Regions from separate parts of the Ovis aries genome. Here region 2 is linked to region 1. The links are chromatin contacts, called in public Hi-C maps. All regions are on one chromosome and are shown on one strand. The core of a region is the stretch at or near the end of the contact, and the rest is flanking DNA. Distances in the headings are between cores, read along the strand shown. Region 1 overlaps TENT4A (terminal nucleotidyltransferase 4A). Region 2 overlaps NSUN2 (NOP2/Sun RNA methyltransferase 2).

Region 1 (3,546 bases), core at 352-2,851:
GGGAGGGGGTGCCGGCACACTTCACTCTCCTATGTGACAAGCTTCCGGGAAACAGATGGTTTTTATGACGGACAGGTAATACATTTCTATTCAGAGAAAATAGAAGTTTTTTTCTTAATTCACACTTTCTACATTTCTCTGATTACAGAAAGTAAACGAAGTTGCAACTTTACAGTAAGTTATTTAGAAGTATTAACAAGGAATCCTGACGTGCCAACCCTGACCCCGGCAGTGCAGCGGGACTCCACATGAGACCCCGTGACTGCCCGTGGCGGGCGCCTGTGAGCACTCCCCGGCAGGCACTGGCGGCCAGAGCACAGCGCCTGCAGACGGGGGCCCGCGCAGAGCGAGGTCCTTACCAGGCAGCAGGGGGTCCTCAATGCACAGCATCGACGGTCTGTACCCACTGGTCATGGCTTTCATGATCTCCTCTTTGGCGATATAGGCACCTCCTTCTTTTATTCTGATACCAGTTTTCAAGTAATTAAAATTTCTTCCATAGAGTTCAAAAAATTCCACGAGCAGCATCCCAAGGTTCTCATCCGCTCTCCGGGCGTCAATTCTCGGATGCAGCTGTGAAAGCGAGGCACCCCAGTGTGTGTGGATTCTGGGCACTGCAGACACCGCACGCGCGGCGAGCTCAGACGGCCGGCCCAGGACGAAGTCAGGGGCCCTCGTCCACCCACCACAACTGGAGCCTGGATCGCTTGTCAACCAAGGGTGTTCAAGAGAAAGAAAATCTGCTCATCTGAATTTTTAAATTATACTCCAACCCTTTGAAATTCAGAAGCCACACATTTCTACACAGACATCTGATTAACCCCCAATTCCCAAATAGTGGTAGGTGAGTGGACCGTATTCTGTACAATGCAGAGTCACCTAGATGGCGGAGGCAGTTTTATAGATACTAGCATTAATTCCGTTATTCTGAAATGCAACCAGCAGGGGGCAGTGTGAGCCTGAAGAGCATCACTGCTCAAAATGAAAGGCCTAACTCTGTGAATGGCCACCAGCTTGCGCCAGCATTTACAGCAAACTCGCCTTGTTGCCCAGCACACAGCTCAGCCTCAGCTCCACTCCACCTGTCCCTGCAGCAGCTAATGGATTTATTCTGAAGCTGAGCCCCTGTCTACTGACCCTCCTGAGTCACTAAAAGGCTCAGGAATCTGAGTGCTCGGCCCACTGTGACGGCCTCAAGCTGTGAATTTAAACAAGTTAAAACAAACCAAACATTCAGCTTGCCGGTCCTGCCAGAGCCCCACAGGCGCATGCAGCCATCCCACCGGACCAGCAAACAGCACCACCCGCGCTGCTGGACAGTGATGGTCAAGAACAGGAACATCGAGTCCAAGTCCCGGCAGAAGCAGTGGCTGACAGCGCTCACGGCACGGTGGCCGTGGAGGAAGCTCGGCTCCCAGGCTGCAGGCGTGTCCGGGCTCAGGAGCCCTCACGCAGGCTCAGCGCCGTGGTCCTGCTGCTGTCTGGCCTTCTCCCTCCTCTGTCTCCCCGTCTGAGCGCTACCCAGGGCAAGCAAGTGAGCCTCGACATGGATCAGACGATGCAGCGGGCACAGGACGGAGGTGGGAAGGGCCGGGCACCAAGGGGGTGGAGCTGACAGTGGCCGCCCCGCCCAGGCCCAGGTGGCCTCCACAGGGTCACTGAGCCAGGCACCCAGCATCACGAGAGTGGGCTGGTCACACTACAAGGCTGCCAGGACAGTTCAGGTAAGTGGGAGGAAATAAATTAAGGACACAGCTCATGCTTAGTTCTTTAAAAAAAAAAAGGTCCGACACCTCGGGCAGAAGGGCTCTAAGGGCAGCATGAGAGAGGTGCAGCAAGGACACGGCAGAGAGAGCCCGACCTGCCCTCGGGCCCTCACGGGGCCTCCTGAGAGGCGCGCCGAGGAGACCCTGGGGTGCAGGGCGCCGGGCCCAGCCGCTTCACCATCAGCAGTGCCAACAGTATCGAGACAAATGACCCAAGTCTCGACACAAAACCCTCAGCGCCACCACAGATACAGAACAGAGGAGCAGCGCTGTGCGGCCAGAACACAGCAGAGGGGCTGACAAGTGTAAACAGCACAATCATGCCTTGATTCACACAGAGACCGCATGTTAGAAACGCAGCATAAAGACAGGTCGTCGGTGCACCACAGAATTTAATACTCAGGTTTCCTAATAGGTTTTTTCACGCTACTCAACAAAATACGGGCAACAGATAAAGACGAAATACCAACTTCTCATCACTCAGGAAAAAAGCTCTCATTTTTTTTTTTCCCCGTATGTGGGACTCGACTTTTTTTCTGAGATGAATTTTTCAGTATAAATTGACAGTCAAGAACCAAGAAAAGGTTTTCACTGTCTCTCAAGGCATGTCTTCCAATTTTTCTAAACATAATGTTTCTTCAGAGTTAGGTCAATATATACTTGATTGATAAAATGAGATAAGCCCTCTAACAGTTACAACAGACACACAAAAAAACAAGTGCAAAGGAAAAAAGTATTGATCAAAAGTTTCATCATCAAGATTAGAAGTCAATTTTTACTACATCAAAACAGAGCTGTGCAGGGACAGCAAAGACCTGGAAGCCAAGAAGCAACTGGTCAGAACACCAGGGAACAATGACCCCCATGTCAGCCTCAAGGTCAAGGGTTCTTGAGACAAAGTGTACTCACCTGCAGAAAGCTAATGGCCATTAAAATGAGGCTGTACGAGCTAATCCCGCCTGTAAAAACTTCATTCAGGTCCCTCTGCAGGAGGAACTGTTTCAGTACTAAAATCAAGTAAGGCAGCAATGAATATTTCTGCAAATTCCAAAAGAAAGACAGCATCTGGTTAGTTATTGTGGCTTTGAAGAGTCCGCACTGGGCAGACTCCACACACAGACAGGAAGCTCACTTCCTCGTCCTGCTCCTCAGGAGGCTCGAGGCCAGGCCTCCTCACTCCATGGAGGGCTCACTAGGGCCCTGCTGGGGGCACCTCCCCAGATGATGGTTTAGTGCGGCTGAGGCGGGAAGCCTGCGTGGAGACCCCAGGCCCAGGTGCGCAGGGAGTGAACAGGTGCTTCCTCCAAGTCCCTGCCCCCTCTCAGGCGCTGAGCACAGGGCTCTGTGGGTAAGGGAAGGTCCCAGAACCAGCAGGCAAAACGCCCACACTAAGGGGCACCCATGAGACAAGCAGTGGGGTTGGGCAGCTCACGAGGCAGAAGACCAGCAGGACGCAACACTGCCAAACGCAGGACAAGGGTGGAAAGCAGGGCGTGGGAACAAGGAGCGACCGGATCTGCGGAGGGGTGCAGGGGCCCGGCCGCCTCCGCTGCGCTCCAGCTCTGCTGTGGCAGAGGGGACTCTGCAGACAAGCCTGACAGCAGAGTGAGCGGCTCCCGAGGAGCAAGGCCTCAAACTGGGGGCAGAGGCAGGGTCCAGACAACGCAGCTCTCTGAATGGAGAAGGATGCGCCGCTTAACTGTACCACACACCTAGTCAGAGTTCAGAGTCCGTCAGCTTAAGGAACGCCTCCCATCCTGAGGCACTGAGACCTCCCGCC
Region 2 (3,546 bases), core at 673-3,172, 160 kb after region 1:
CAGCTGAGCCACAGGGAAGCCCAAGAATACTGGAGTGGGTGGCCTTTCCCTACTCCAGGGGATCTTCTCCACCCAGGGATGGAACCCAGGTCTCTTCTGCATTGCAGGCGGATTCTTTCCCAGCTGAGCCACCTTATAAGGGAAGCGGAAGAGGCGGAGTTTGGGAGTTGCACGGGCTGTTGTCCTTGGCGTGGCCGTGGGTGGCAGAGTCGGACACGACTGAGCGGCTTAACACGCATGCCTTCCTTCTGCAGCTTCAGCCCGCTTCCTTAATAAAACTTGAAGAGGCGTGAGGACCGCTCTGTGGCTCAGCCAGAACCCCTGCTGGTGGCGTCTGAGCCCTGCGCTCCCGCGGGTGGTTTTCACCTGGGACAGCTCTGCCAGCCACAGGCTGGCAGCCTTCCCCTTGGCTGTGAGGGGCAATGCCAGGCTGTCCAGTCCTGGCTCAGGGGGACGTGGGCAGGGCTGACCCTCATAACGAACCTCAGCCGCCCCCGGGGTTGTGTGAGGGAGGCCATGAGGCAGAGAGATGGGGAGAGGGCGGCTGCCTCCTTTTTTTGTTTTGTAATAATTTTATTTATTTCTTTGTTTTTGGCTGTGCTGGGCCATCTTTGCTGTGACGGCTTTTCTCTAGTCACGGGGTGGGGGCGTCTCTTTGCGGCGGGTTCTCTTGTTGAGGAGCACAGGCTCCAGGAAGTGCGCGTGGGCTCCTGAGCGCAGGCTCAGTAATCATGGCCCGTGGGCTCAGTTGCTCTGAGGCCTATGGGGTCTCCCCAAACCTGGGATCAGGCCTGGGTCCCCGGCACTGGCGGGTAGATTCTTTCCCCCTAGCCACCAGGGAACCCCGAGGACAGCCTCTGAATCTTAACTTGGGGTTGCGGTGTGAAGCGCAGTCCTCCCCTTTGTCAGCGTGTGGCGGGACTTGATAGCTTGTCCATCAGCATGCCTCCTATTGCCGTGGACCGGGGCCTGGGGTCACTGTCTGCGGGGCTCTAATTCCTTCGGCTCTGTGCCGGAAAATGAGGACCGATGGTGCTTTATAGCCTTTGGAGAAGCAGAAGCCAACCATTCTCTAGGGTATGGCGGCTCATCCAGGCAGATGCCTGCGGGCACAGCCTCATGGGGAGGTGACGCAGCGCTTCCGAGTGGTCATCCTGGGGCTCATGAGGCTGGAGAGGGTCCCCTGGAGGCGGGGCTTCTGCCTCTCGCAGCCCCTCGCCCCCGTCAGGAGAGCAGGCGTGGAGCTCAGAGCCATGTGCTCAGCAAGTGAACGCCGACCTCGTCTGCAACTGAAGTCATGTTGCAGCCATTGCCGCACATTACATGAGATTTTCATGCAGTCACAGTGTTGTTTGTGAAGTAGTCTGTATGCTTTCGTTCTGAGACTTAAAAACTGAATTTTGCACTCTGAGATCCATCTTACTTTGCACTGGTCACGTTTGACCTGGTCAGAGCACACGTGAGCCCACCTAGCCTGGTGGTGCTGGGGCCACGTGGTAAGACTGGGGGCCTCGGTCTTCAGGACACCGTTGTCCCGTTGAAGCGATGCAGAGTGTGAACGCTGCTGGAGCTGGGGCCGGGGAGAGGCGTGCGGACAGAGTGCTATTGGTGTCATTGTGAGGGCGCGGGATCAGATCTCATTGCGCCCAACAGAGGGAGCTTTCCGGGCCAAGGGGCGCAGGAGGGAGCCTGTGAAAAGCAGGCGATTTCCAGAAGCACAGACGTGGGGGGCGGGATAGAAAGGACACACAGCCTTGCTAACCTTGGCAGAGGATTTGGGGGTTTGCTCTTTGTTTGCCTTCCTCTTTTACAATGAAACCACGTGTTTTGGGAGGCGGTGTTGCAACAGCATTGTGGAACCTTACCAGCCTGTCTGCTTAATAGCTTTGTGAACTTGACGGGCGTGTTGGACTGTCCTGTGTACATAACCTAATTTGTAAACTCAGTTCATAAGGGTTGGGAAATACCACTTTTACCAGTCTGGTGACTTGTGAGAAAGGACATGTGGTTTTAAAGAAGTTTACCAAGTTGAGGTGTAATGGACACAGGCCATCGTGTCGGTTCAGGGGCGCGCCATGGTGATTCTGTGTAAATATACCTGGTTGTGGTATGTCTTTTTCTCAAGGTGAGAACTTTTAAGGTCTCTCTTGGCAAGTTTGAAATACACAAGCAGTGTTGTTACTGTAGTCCCGGTGCTGTGTGTCACGCGCAATGTCTAAGATCTTATGTAAATACAGGTTTACATGAAAAGTTAGCGGCAGTAAGACACTTTGCTCATTCTTAAAGCTGAATTTATCTACAGTTGTCCCAGATCAGAAGTCAGCTCGTTTTTCGACAACTGGTCCCTCTGTCGAGGTGCGCTTCATCTTTCTTCAGTTGATCCCTGGGCCGTGGAGCGTTTCCACTCTCCTCTCTTTGAGTCCTTGTCTTTCTTCTCGGCCCGGTATAGCGTGTCTGGAAGTGTGTGACTCACTGCACAGAGCAGAAGCCTGGCAGGATTTCTGGGTGAAGACAGGCCGGTGTTGCTGGCCTCTGCTAAGAAACAGAAAGTTAAAACTAGACTCTGTGCCCATGAATTCTGCTTATAATAGCAGATTTAAAATACTTTTTAAAAGAATCCTGTAGTCTGTCTTTTGCACGTGAACTGCTGTATTCGTTCGGGCGGGTTGTGTGGCCCTGGAATCTTCCTTCTCTGCGTCAGGACAGAGGCGGTTGCTGTCTGGGTGTTAATGAGCGTGTCCCTGTCCAGCCGCAGGGTGAACCAGCAGAGCCGCGGGCCCCCGTCCCCCCGAGCCCTGCGGAGCCCACGGCGGGCTGCGCCTCCACCCCCTCGGAGCTGGAGAGCAAGCTGGCCCCTGGAATCAGCGACACAGGAGCAGCGGAGAGCGCGGAGGACGCGGACGGCAGTGGGAGTAGGAGGGGCGGCGTGTGCGGGTGAGGACCACCACGGCGTGGCCCTCGCGCCCCTCGTCCGCCCAGCCCTCGGGCTTCAGCAGGGCCTGGGTGGAGGCTTTGCGGGTCAAGCAGGTCCTGGCTGTGTGGGCCCCGGAGCTGGTAACTGCCGGGGATGGACGCCTCAGACCGGCCTCCGCAAGGAAGAGACCCGCGTCCCTGCAGGCTGGGGTGGGGCCGCAGGGGGGGAGGCGTGGGCTGGTGGGACTACAGCGACCCCTCGCTGACTGATGCCCGCATGCTGTCCCCTCCTCAGCCCTCCTCCGTCCAAGAAAATGAAGCTGTTTGGGTTTAAGGAAGATCCCTTTGTGTTCATTCCCGAAGACGACCCGCTGTTTCCGCCTATCCAGTAAGGGTTCATTCGGCCTGTCACAGCTCCTCATTTGTGCTTACCACGGGGTTAAATGCACACGTGGCCACATGGAACCGTAGCTGTTCATGTAGCTCCTTCTTAACTGCCTGTGAGAGCTGGGTGAAGCTCTAGAGGGTGTTTACCAAACCCTTCAGTTTAAGGTGAGCAGTCATCAGAGAATGCTGGACCCCTGAAGGCAGAGATGACGGAGGTGGGGACTCTGGACTGCGGGCCTGGGTGGG

Evidence for each region. Hi-C and Micro-C count contacts between places; a contact is called where the count stands out from the background.
Region 2: a contact with region 1 is called in a Hi-C map of liver, with 4 times the contacts expected there. The contact joins two enhancer-like sites. A contact is called at or near these places in 4 of 16 Hi-C or Micro-C datasets (hypothalamus, liver, muscle and 1 more).

What each region holds. Positions count from the first base shown.
Region 1 is chr16:66,521,695-66,525,240 of ARS-UI_Ramb_v3.0, forward strand. It overlaps TENT4A (terminal nucleotidyltransferase 4A), which reads right to left. Exons shown (of 13, transcript XM_027980175.3): 6 at 2,676-2,804; 7 at 360-573. Among named protein-coding and RNA genes, the nearest start is that of TENT4A, 30 kb to the right of the region's middle. Within about 2 kb of position 1,602, at least 12 of the 54 cell types and tissues checked have an H3K27ac peak or open chromatin away from gene starts, as enhancers often do. A contact at or near this core is called in liver, where this site is marked.
Region 2 is chr16:66,679,954-66,683,499 of ARS-UI_Ramb_v3.0, forward strand. NSUN2 (NOP2/Sun RNA methyltransferase 2) reads left to right here. Exons shown (of 20, transcript XM_042233950.2): 14 at 2,750-2,934; 15 at 3,209-3,301. Among named protein-coding and RNA genes, the nearest start is that of NSUN2, 25 kb to the left of the region's middle. Within about 2 kb of position 1,923, at least 9 of the 54 cell types and tissues checked have an H3K27ac peak or open chromatin away from gene starts, as enhancers often do. A contact at or near this core is called in liver, where this site is marked.